Linked DNA regions of Mus musculus: region 2 is linked to region 1. A link is a contact called in public HiChIP or PLAC-seq data. All regions are on one chromosome and are shown on one strand. The core of a region is the stretch at or near the end of the contact, and the rest is flanking DNA. Distances in the headings are between cores, read along the strand shown. Region 1 holds the start of Chrac1 (chromatin accessibility complex 1). Region 2 has its middle 17 kb from the start of Ago2.

Evidence for each region. HiChIP or PLAC-seq counts read pairs in DNA pulled down with a chosen protein or histone mark.
Region 2: an H3K4me3 HiChIP or PLAC-seq map of neural progenitor cells shows a contact between it and region 1, with 4 times the contacts expected there. The contact joins the enhancer-like site here to the promoter of Chrac1 in region 1. A contact is called at or near these places in 1 of 39 promoter capture datasets (macrophages), 1 of 15 datasets of contacts at CTCF or cohesin (the NIH/3T3 cell line), 1 of 484 Hi-C or Micro-C datasets (bone marrow-derived macrophages), 17 of 115 datasets of contacts at active chromatin or transcription factors (the 230-238 cell line, the SCID.adh cell line, bone marrow-derived macrophages and 13 more) and 4 of 9 other capture datasets (adipose tissue, liver, macrophages and 1 more).

The regions. Positions count from the first base shown.
Region 1 is chr15:73,088,278-73,093,546 of GRCm38.p6, forward strand. Chrac1 (chromatin accessibility complex 1) reads left to right here and starts at 2,135. Exons shown (of 3, transcript NM_053068.3): 1 at 2,135-2,306; 2 at 4,556-4,682; 3 at 5,247-5,269. The coding sequence starts at 2,160.
Region 2 is chr15:73,199,630-73,204,898 of GRCm38.p6, forward strand. No RefSeq gene overlaps it. Among named protein-coding and RNA genes, the nearest start is that of Ago2, 17 kb to the left of the region's middle. Within about 2 kb of position 2,507, at least 28 of the 459 cell types and tissues checked have an H3K27ac peak or open chromatin away from gene starts, as enhancers often do. A contact at or near this core is called in epiblast stem cells, neural progenitor cells and stem cell-derived neural progenitor cells, where this site is marked.

The DNA.
Region 1 (5,269 bases), core at 885-3,384:
GGTCTAGAGCTAGTTCCAGGACAGCCAAGGCTATGTGAAGAAACCCTGTCTTAGAAAACAACAAAAAAGAAAGAAGACAGATTGCAAAATAGGGAAACTTTATTCAAAGCAAAGCAATACAGATTAGGAGTGTGTGGTCAAGAAAACAGTGGGTCACATCAGTGAAGATACTCAGGGGCCTCACATTATTATTGCCCTAGCTTCAGAGATCTGAAGGGAGGGGAGCTAGTTACTAAGGGGGTATAGTTTGGGTGATTCACTATTTTGACAGATTACAACTTTTCTACCTTACATGCCCTCCAATAATGTTTGATTTTTAACTGCATGCACACCCAGTTGCAACTAGGCAATAAGATGGTAAAATGGGTTTTCCTAAGAGTTCACTTTAAGGACAGTTTGCTTTATTATGCATGCACTCCAAACTAGTTCTGGCTGGCCTCCTTCTCCTTTCATTACTAGAACACAACCAAATAGAATCTAAGTTTATACCAACTAAGTGGAGGAGAAACATTCCAGTGTTCAGAGCGGTGTGTGTTTGTGTGCCAATCCTCCCGTGCATGATGGGGAGAGTGGTACCATAGGCTATTAGTGGCATTGTTCAGAAGTGTGCACAGCCCAAGCCTAGTGGCATCCTAGCTTCCTAAAACAGTCCTATGCTTGTCTGCCTCACTTGGGTGAAAGGAAGCATGTGAAAGGCAGGCAAAACTCATCTTGTCTAACGGCTTTCCTTTGCTGCAGATCTGAGAACAAACATCACTTCTCAGAGGCCAGCTTACCAGTTATGACACTTCCCACTGGAAATGGTATTCTTTCCCCAGACATCTGGGTGAACATAGCCTTATTGAGAGCACGCAGCTAGCTTGCTCACCAACTGTGCCTTCGTGCCTGACACTAACACTGGATATAAGTTCTACATCTATGGTCTCAAACAACCTGGGATACAAAGTATTCAGGAAAAAAAACAAAACAAAACAAAACAAAACCCATCCCTGCTGACTGGACATGTAGAAATCTCTCATCATTGTTCCCTAACAGTCCAGCAACTACTCATATGGCATTCACGAAGCACTTAATCAAGAAGACATGGGTATTGTATGAGAATGTGCCTAGGCGTTATGCAGTTGTCGTCTTTTGTATTTAAGACTTTTCTGTCGGGCGTGGTGGCGCACACACTCCGGAGGCAGAGGCAGGGGGATTTCTGAGTTCGAGGCCAGCCTGGTCTACAAAGTGAGTTCCAGGACAGTCAGGGCCATACAGAGAAACCCTGTCTCAAAAAACCACACACACACACACAAAAAAAAAAAAAAAAAAAAAAAAAAGACTTTTCAGCATGTACAATTTCAGTATGTGTGGGGATCTTAGAACCAATCCCCCAATAGATACTGAGGGACAGTTGTATCTTATGTTTATTGGACTAGGATATACTACGGTAATGACGACACTAAAACCAAACATGATCCAATCTATAAAACCCTGCCGATTTAGTTCCTCCAACTATATTTAGTGCCATCTTAGGAGTTTTTGTTCTCTTCAGACCACATCAACTTTACTCTCCCAAGTTTACTCCACAGCTCATCTAAGCAAAAGTCCACGGTCTCACGGTTTCATCTGCCGTGGAGTCCCACTTTCTGATATTCTTGGACGCTCCCTCCAGACCACTTGATAGGATGTTTCTAATAGTCTTCATTCTAAAGTCATGGCCCATCTTCTTCAACAAGACCTTGTGTGGCCAGGCTGGCTAGAACTCTTGGTGATCCTTTTGGCATTGTGGTGGGATTACAGAAGACTCTAGGACCATTCAGTTCACCTGTCTGCTTAGCAGGCTAATCCCCATACGCCTCAAGAAAGACATGGGTAGTGGCCGCCTTTCCTCCCTATTCCTCTGGCCAAACTGTTGCCATGGTTCGTTTGATTCCCTCCAGAACATGACCTCCTAAGACATCTCTCCAGTTTTTGAAAGGACAAATCTGTGCAGCTCGGGACTGCCCGAGCAAGCACTCGGACGCCTGAGAGCGCTTCTTCCGGGAGACTGCCCCGGCGTTTCCGAGAGGGATTTTCCCGGGCGCCGGCTCCCAGGCTTTCGGGCCACCGCGCTCCACAGCGTCTGCGCAGGCGCGGCCGCGCGAAGCATCACGGGCCGCCCGGGACGGACGCGGAAGATGGCGGACGCGGCCGTGGGGAAGGAAAAGTGCGGGGACCAGCGGCTCGTGTCATTGCCCCTGTCCCGCATCCGAGTCATCATGAAGAGCTCTCCCGAGGTGTCGAGCATCAACCAGGAGGCGCTGGTGCTCACGGCCAAGGCCACGGTGAGCGGCCGGCGGGGCGACGAGAGGGGCGGGCGCGGGCACCAACCGCCCCTCGGGCTCCGCACACACGCGCCTTGGCCTTTGGCTGCCCTGCGGGGGCCGCGCGGCGCCTCTTTCTCTTGCGTCTGCGCGCTACACACCTCCTCCTCCCCTCCCGCGGGCTCAGCTCCGCCCACTGCGCCGCTTTCGCTCTGCAGGATCGTCTGGCTCCCAGCGTCCTCTGCGCCCCGCCTCCCGCGTCACTCCCCGCTGGGCCTCGCGCACGCGTAGTTAAGGGTTCGGCTGCGTGCGCGAGTTGAGGCGGGTCTATGTCGTGCGGGAGGTCGGGCTGACTCTGACTTCCCCCAGGAAGATGCGGGAAGGTTCTCCAAGCTTCCAGGACGGCTTGCAAGGCTGTCTAGGGCTCTTCAGCCCTCAGGACTCTGGAGGTAGTCAGAGTTTACGCAGACATCCGCTGTCACAAGTTAAATTATAACCGCATAGTCCCCTCCCAACACACATCGCTTTGTCTTCTTATTTTGTTCTATATTTCCAGCCATCTCTCAGTATGTTTTCCCTATCCTGGAGCTCTGTAAACCACCAGAATTACCTTGAACTCGAAAGAGATCTGCTTGTCTCAGCCTACCAAGTGTTGCTGGGGTTTAAGGCTTGTGCCACCACACCCTGCCACCTTGGTCTTGGCCCTTCTGAGTACGGCGATTAAAATTTCCTGACCCCACTCCTGGTTTAAAGTTTGGTTTCGATAGTGGTAGGCCGGGAACCTTATTGTTCTGAGACCCAGCCATGACTATTGGCTCTACCTTCTTTTCCAGCCTCTGCTTCTAGAACTTCATTCAGTGCGTGGCATTTTTTTTTTTTTTTTTTTTTTTTTACAATATTTTGGACTAGGGACAAAGGTACAAATCTTGTGACTGCAATAGAGTCAACCTTAAGTAGATCCTGATAAAATAACAATAGTTCCCCAGTATCTTTGGATTGGTCCTCCAAAGCCAAATACAAATCTTAGGATAACAAGCCCCTTTTAGACAGTGGTGTATATTTACATGTAAACTATACATGTCTCATTTCTAAATCATCTTAAGATCATGGTGGTGGCTGGGCAATGGTGGCGCATGACTTTGATCCCAGCACTTGGGAGGCAGAGGCAGGCGGATTTCTGAGTTCAAGGCCAGCCTGGTCTACAGAGTGAGTTCCAGGACAGCCAGGGCTACACAGAGAAACCCTGTCTCAAAAAAAAAAAAAAAAAAAAAAAAAAAAAACAACAACAACAACAACAAAAAAGTAGAACCTATTTAAAAACAAAAAACAAAAAAAAAGGAAAAGATCATGGTGGTCTTCCTCTTATTTCTGTGTGGTGCTAGGATTCACATTTTTTTTGTAAGCTTCATTCTAGTGTTAAGGACCTAATCACTATGCAGACAGTTCTCTGATCACGTACTAGCTGAGATAATACTGAACCCTGGGGAAGGTTCAGTTTTTATTTCTGAGCATTGGGCTCTTGTCAGTTCTGTACCTAGAAGGTATTTGGGCAAAATGAGATGTCATTTTTCAGTCTGAGGTTTTTGATTTTTATTATAGTTATGAGAAAACAAGGGACTGAAATAGACACAGACGCCTGGCACCTTATGTCTGTAATATAGTCCTTTGCAAGCCAGATGTAATTTGGTTGATTGGTTTTCATTTTTCAAGACATAGTTTCTCTGTGTAGATCTGGGTGTCCTGGAACTCTGTAGACCAGGTTAGCCTTTAACTCAGATAGGTCTGCCTCTGCCTCCCAAGTGCTGGGATTAAAGGCATGCACCACCACTGCCTGGCCTTTTACTCCATTTTGTGTAGGCTGGTAACACCCCACCCCTTCCTCCCTTTTAGACAGCAGCTCATTTAGCTCAGACTGGCCTTGAACTTGATATATAGCCATAGCTGCCCTTGCTTCCCTGTGCCTCCTACCTCCACCTGAGTGTTGATATGATAGGTATGGATCACAGCACTCCCTGAAACCACTTGTAAATATTTTTGATACCCCTGTAATCATTTGTAAATATTTATGTTATACACCTAAGCTCAGCTGGGAACTAACTGCCTGCTGCTTCCTTTCTGGTCTTATGTTTCTGTCTCTTGTAAACTGATTTCCTGTCATTTGAATCGAGGAACCAAGATAATCTGAAGTATTAATGGAGTGTTAAGCTTATAAAATGTGCGGTGGGTTTTTGACCGAGCCCTCTCGTTTGATTTTCTTTGTGTTGGTTTAGGAGCTCTTTGTTCAGTACCTAGCCACCTGTTCCTACAGACACGGAAGTGGCAAAGCCAAGAAAGCACTGACGTACAGCGACTTAGCCAGCACTGCAGAGGACTCGGAGACACTTCAGTTTCTCGCAGGTACTTAACCTTTGGGGCATTCTGTTAAAAAAAAAAACAAACAAAAACAAAAACAAACAAACCTTGTAGTGTGAGCTCTTCTTCCCTTTGTTCTGCTTGGTGCCTCAGTTTACCCTGATCTGGCACAGGGAGATATTACTAGCCTTCTCCATTTGAGCCCACCAAGAAGCCAACAGTATGCAGGTGCTTCCCTGGCCAAGCCGACTCACTTAGAGCTTGTCCTGTACCCCCAGCACCCCTAGACAGAGCATGCACGCAGCCATGGAGCAGGCTCTGGCTAGAAAGAGCTTCAGTCTAGCCCAGGGGCCAGCTCAGCCTCCCTCAGCTAGCTTGGACAGTGCTGTTCACAAAACGTGTTTACCAGCTGTGGAATGTGAACGATTTTGTAAGCATGCGCCAGGAAACTGCCTGTTTCTGTGACTCTTCACCTAGAATCATACCTGGATTTCATCTGCTTTAGAAGGTGTTCTAGAGTTAAAGGTGGAAATGATACATTTTGAAACTTGAATCATTGTAGTCATAGTTCACCATAACCAATTATTGACAATGTTTTCCGCTTTTAAGATATATTACCAAAGAAGATTTTA
Region 2 (5,269 bases), core at 1,257-3,756, 110 kb after region 1:
CAGGGAAAAAACACCTTTCACAGTAGCCTCAAATATAAAATATCTTGGTGTAACTCAAACCAAGAAAGTGAAAGGCTTGTAGGGCTGAAAACCTCAAGTTGCTGGGCTGTCGTGGTACACACCTTTAATTCCAGCACTCAGGAGGGAGGCCGAGGAGTCAGGCAAATCTCTGTGAGTCCAGGCCAACCTGGTCTTCAGAGCAACCAAATTGACCAGATAGATGATACACACACACACACACACACACACACACACACACACACACACACACACAGCGACAGCTCATGCTGACAAAGATGCAGAGTATAGCAAGGACTATACAGAGAAGGCCTGTCTCAGAAAAAAAAAAAAAAAAAAAAAAAAAGCAGGCAGGCAAGCAAACAAGTGACAACTCATGGTGGCAAAGATGTGGAATATGGGGAACATTTATCCATTCCTGGTAGGAGTGCAAACTTGTATAGCCACTATGGAAATCAGTGTGGTGGTTTCTCAAAATGAGAATTGATCTACCTCATGATCCAGCTATACCACTCTTGGGCATATTCCCAAAGGATGCTTCATCCTACCTCACAAGACACTTGCTCAACTATAATCATTATTGCTCTATTCATAAAAGCAAAAAATTGGAAACAACCTAAATATTCCTTAATAGAAGAATGGGTAAAAAATGTGGTACATTTACAAAATGCAATATTACTTAGCCATTAAAAAATAACATCATAAAATTTGCTGGCAAACGGATGGAACTAGAAAAAAAAATCCTGAGATAACGCAGACCCAAATAAATATGGTATGTATTCACTTATATGTAAATATTAGCTGTTCAATAATAACTAAGATACAATCTATAGAACCACAGAAGTTAGGTATAGAGTAAGGAACTAAGGGGACAAGTAGATCTCATTAGGACAGAGAAATATAATAGTTATGGATAAATGGATGGATGGATGGATGGATGGATGAATGGATGGATGGATGAATGGATAAATGGATGGATGGATGGATGGATGGATTGGTGGGAGGCTGGAATAGGAGGATCAAGTGGGTAGCAGGAGAGGAGATGGACATGAGGAGGAACACAGGTGGAAATATACATAAATTGAGGCCATTTGAAGGATAGTATGGAAACCTAGTACAGTATAAGATTCCTAACACATATACATACACAAAGATGATCTAAATGAAATTGCCAAAAAATGGGGGAGACAGAGCCCCAACTGGCCACCAAATGAAGCTTCCAGTACTGGGACTGCTTATATCCAATTGAGTTGCTGGCTAAAGGGCTACCATGGGAATTTCCAAACAATTCAGGCTATTGCTAAGACTATAGGTTGCTCTCTACAAACTGCCAGCAAGGTGTTGATGACAACACCTAGACACCTCATTGAACATAGAGAAGTCAAGTTGGTGTCTACATAGAGCCTTTACCCCGTTCTAGTGTTTCTGGTACTCTGCATACCACCAAAAGAAAAACGTAATCACCAAGTCAGCCATAAACTCTGTGATCACAAGACATGCTAGGGCAATGGTGGCACAAAGCTTGTGGGAGTTACTAACCAATATCTAATTTGACTTAAGGCCCACTTAACATGGAACCATACTCAACACTGCTTGGGTAGCCAAGAACCTGTGACCAGATAGCTCAGAGACCTAGGATAAAACCAACTACTAGTGTTCTAAAACAAAACACAAAGCAATGAAATGAGTCATAGTGACACAGCTATACTCAGATACAAGTGCCTTTCTTGCTCAGCCATCATTAGAGCTTTCTCCTGCAGCAGATGGGAACAAAAATGGAGACCCAGAGACAGACACTGGGGAGTGAGACCTTCAAAACAATCTCATTTAGAGTCAAGTGTTCCATCAAATCCTTCCCCTCAGGACTCAGGAAACTCAATGAAAGGAGATGAGAGTATAAGAGCCAGAGGGAATGGAAGATAACCAAGAAAACAAGGCCTCATCAACGTAAGTGAAGCTCATATGAGCTCAGAGAGACTGAGGTAGCATGCACTGGGCCTGTACGTGTCTGTGTCAGGTCTTCTATGTATACATTATGGCTTCCAGATTAGTGGTTTTTATGGAATTCCTGAGTGTGCAAATGAGTGGGTCTGATTCTTGTGCCTTCTCTTGGGCTGCTGGTTTATCTTCTACAACTCAGATGTGATAGTTTTTCGTTTTATTTTATATTTTATTTTGTTATATCAAAGGAAGAAGAAGAAAAAGAGGAGGAGGGGGACAAAGAGTAGGCAGGGGGAGAAAGAGGAAGAAGAGGAGGGGGGAGAGGAGGTGTAGAAGGAGGTGGGTGAGGAGGAGTAGGAGGGGGGGAGAAGGAATGCCCTATAGCTAGGTATGGTTAGCTCACATCTGTAAGCTTCACCACTCTGAAGGTTAAAAAGTGCTAATGAAGGCTAAGAAAAAGAAGGGGAAAACCCTCATTGCATAAGAACAAGTCAGCAAACAAAACAACACAGCCACCATTCAGGAAGGCAGTGAAGTCCAGAATACAAATTAGAAAGCTCGCCAACTTGAGCTTTCCTTTCTCTTGACTGGGTGGCAAGGCAAGTGGTTTGCCTTCATAGGTCGCTGCTGTCTTGGCAGGCAGGCAGGCAGGCGGGATCAGGGAGACTCATCTGAAGACTTGAGGGTCGGATGAACTTTCCACCTGTCCATACAGCTCAGAATCCAGAACCATTTGGTGAGGGTTTTGAGGGGCTTCCGCAGGGCACTGCCAGCTCCTTGTTCCACATCTGTCCTCTGGCCAGTCACCTGCCTCCCGGATCTCACAGCCAAGGTGTCTCTCTTCAGGGTATATGGTTTGATACTCACCTGTGACTGTTAGAAGAAAATCAAGGGAGCAGTGGAAGTTGGAATGAGGCAAAGGTGCTAAATGTGGTGAACCCTCACCCTGCTGCAGCCCGAGAGCTCAGCTCAACTCTTGTTTCCTTGGCTTATGTGGCAGCATCTAGAGCATTGAAGGTCAGAAGGACAGAGTCTAGCCTCTGAGGGATGAAGTGAAGGACACCCTCTTTTATGCATGCTATATAAACATCCCTATGGAGACTCACCCCTAGCTCATGATTGATGTCTTAAAGAATGGACTCCGCAGAAGTAACAGAGCAAAAGACTGGCAATTCCTAGTCCGTTTTCCAGATGACCTAAATGCCATATGTCCAGAAAGGAACAAGGGTTTGCTCTTGGGAGTTCCATGTTTTCCTGAGCATTTGCTCCACACTCCCCGGGGCTGTGTCACTAGCTGCCTTTTCCCAGGCCCAGTTTTGTTTGGTCTGGCTTTGTGGCTCAGATCAGGAAAAGCCTAGCAATTCCCTTAAAGTGATGCATGTACAGACAGCTTCCTAGTCTGGATAGACAGACTATTATCAGATACTGAAGACATCCAAAGGGAATTCTTTCTCAAATTTATGGCTTTTCCTTAATGGCTGACTGTGTGTGTGCGTGCGTGCATGCGTGTGTGTCTATACTTAAATATACAAGTATAACACGTGCAGGCGTTCAGTTTTTTTGTTTTTGTTTTTTGAGACAGGGTTTCTCTGTATAGCCTTGGCTGTCCTGGAACTCACTCTGTAGACCAGGCTGGTCTCGAACTCAGAAATCCGCCTGCCTCTGCCTCCCAAGTGCTGGGATTAAAGGTGTGTGCCACCACTGCCTGGCATGTTCAGTTTTTAAGTTAACTTGCAGGAATATTTTCTCCTTGCAGGACTATTTCTCCTGCTCTCAGCATTCCTTGGTTACCTGAAATTCTCTGTTTAGAGTTGAGGCCTTGTGGTCTTCCCTCTATCCATGTTGGTAAGTCCACTGATGCCATCCTTGCTCAGGTAGCCATGTTAGTGACTTCATGTGTGTAGCTTCTCTGACATCCCTAGGAGACACAACCCCACGAGAAATCCCTGCTCTGGCTCTCAGTCTTTCTGCACCCTCTTCTGTAGTGATCTGAGTCTGAGCCTTTCATGCAGGGCTTCTATTATATTTATCTGTTGGGACTATCCTCCCTGCCCCAACTCTGCACTTTGATCAGGTGTGTGTGTGTGTGTGATGGTCTCTGTCTATTGTCGCATAGAGAAATTTCCTTGATGAAGGGTAAGGATTAATCTATATATCTGGGAAAATGCTTAGAATAGAGACTATATTCATTTAATAAAGTGGCAGTTTTAGGTTATCCTCTAAGAATCATGACTTCAGGCTGGAGAGATGGCTCAGTGGTTAAGAGCACCGACTGCTCTTGCGAAGGTCCTGAGTTCAAATCCCAGCAATCACATGGTGGCTCACAACCATCTGTAATGGAATCTGATGCCCTCTTCTGGTGTGTCTGAAGACAGCTACAGTGTACTCACATACATAAAATAAACAATTCTAAAAAAAAAAAAAAGAAAAAAAGAATCATGACTTCACTAGACAAGCTGGTCACCCCCCACCCCAACTTAATTTTCTAGACAAGGTCCAATTATATAGCATTGGTTGGCCTAGAACTTCCTATGTAGACCAGGATGGTCTTGAACTCAGTGATCTGCTTGCTTCTGCTTTCCAAGTGCTAGGGGCTCCTCTGTCTACATTTTTGAATCGAGACAGAATAAAAGCAAGACATAGTGACTCATGCCTATTACTTATACACTGGAGAGGCTTAGCATGAGGATTGTCATGAGTTCTAGGCTAGCCTGGGGTACAAAGTGAAACCTTGTCTCAAAAGACCAAACTGGAGCTGGTGAGTTAGTACAGCAGGTAAAAGCACTTGGTACACAGCCTTACCCGAGTTCAATCCTTGGAAACCTTAGTAGATGCCTTAGTAGATGGAGAGAACGGAGTCCTAAAAGTTGATTCTGTATGAGCATCTCTCTCCCTCCTCCCTCCCTCCCTCTCTCTTTCTCTCTCTCTCTCTCTTTCTCTCTCTCTCTCTCTCTCTCTCTCTCTCACACACACACACACACACACACACACACACACACACACACACGAACCAAAGGGTAATAATAAATTTCTACAAAACAAACCAAGCCAGGCATAGTGTGCGGATCTTGAATCCAACATTTGGGAGGCAGAAGCAGGTGGTTCTCTATGAGTTTAAGGCCAGCCTGGTCTACAGAGTCAGTTCCAGGACAGCTAGAGCTATATAGTGAGACAATATCTCAGGGAAAACAAAAACAAAAATAAAAACAAACAAACAAACAAACAACCCTCTCCCAACAAAAATACACAAAAAACAAACCTCCTTAAAAAATAAAATAAAATCAAGCAAGGAACATCTAAGACCCTGACA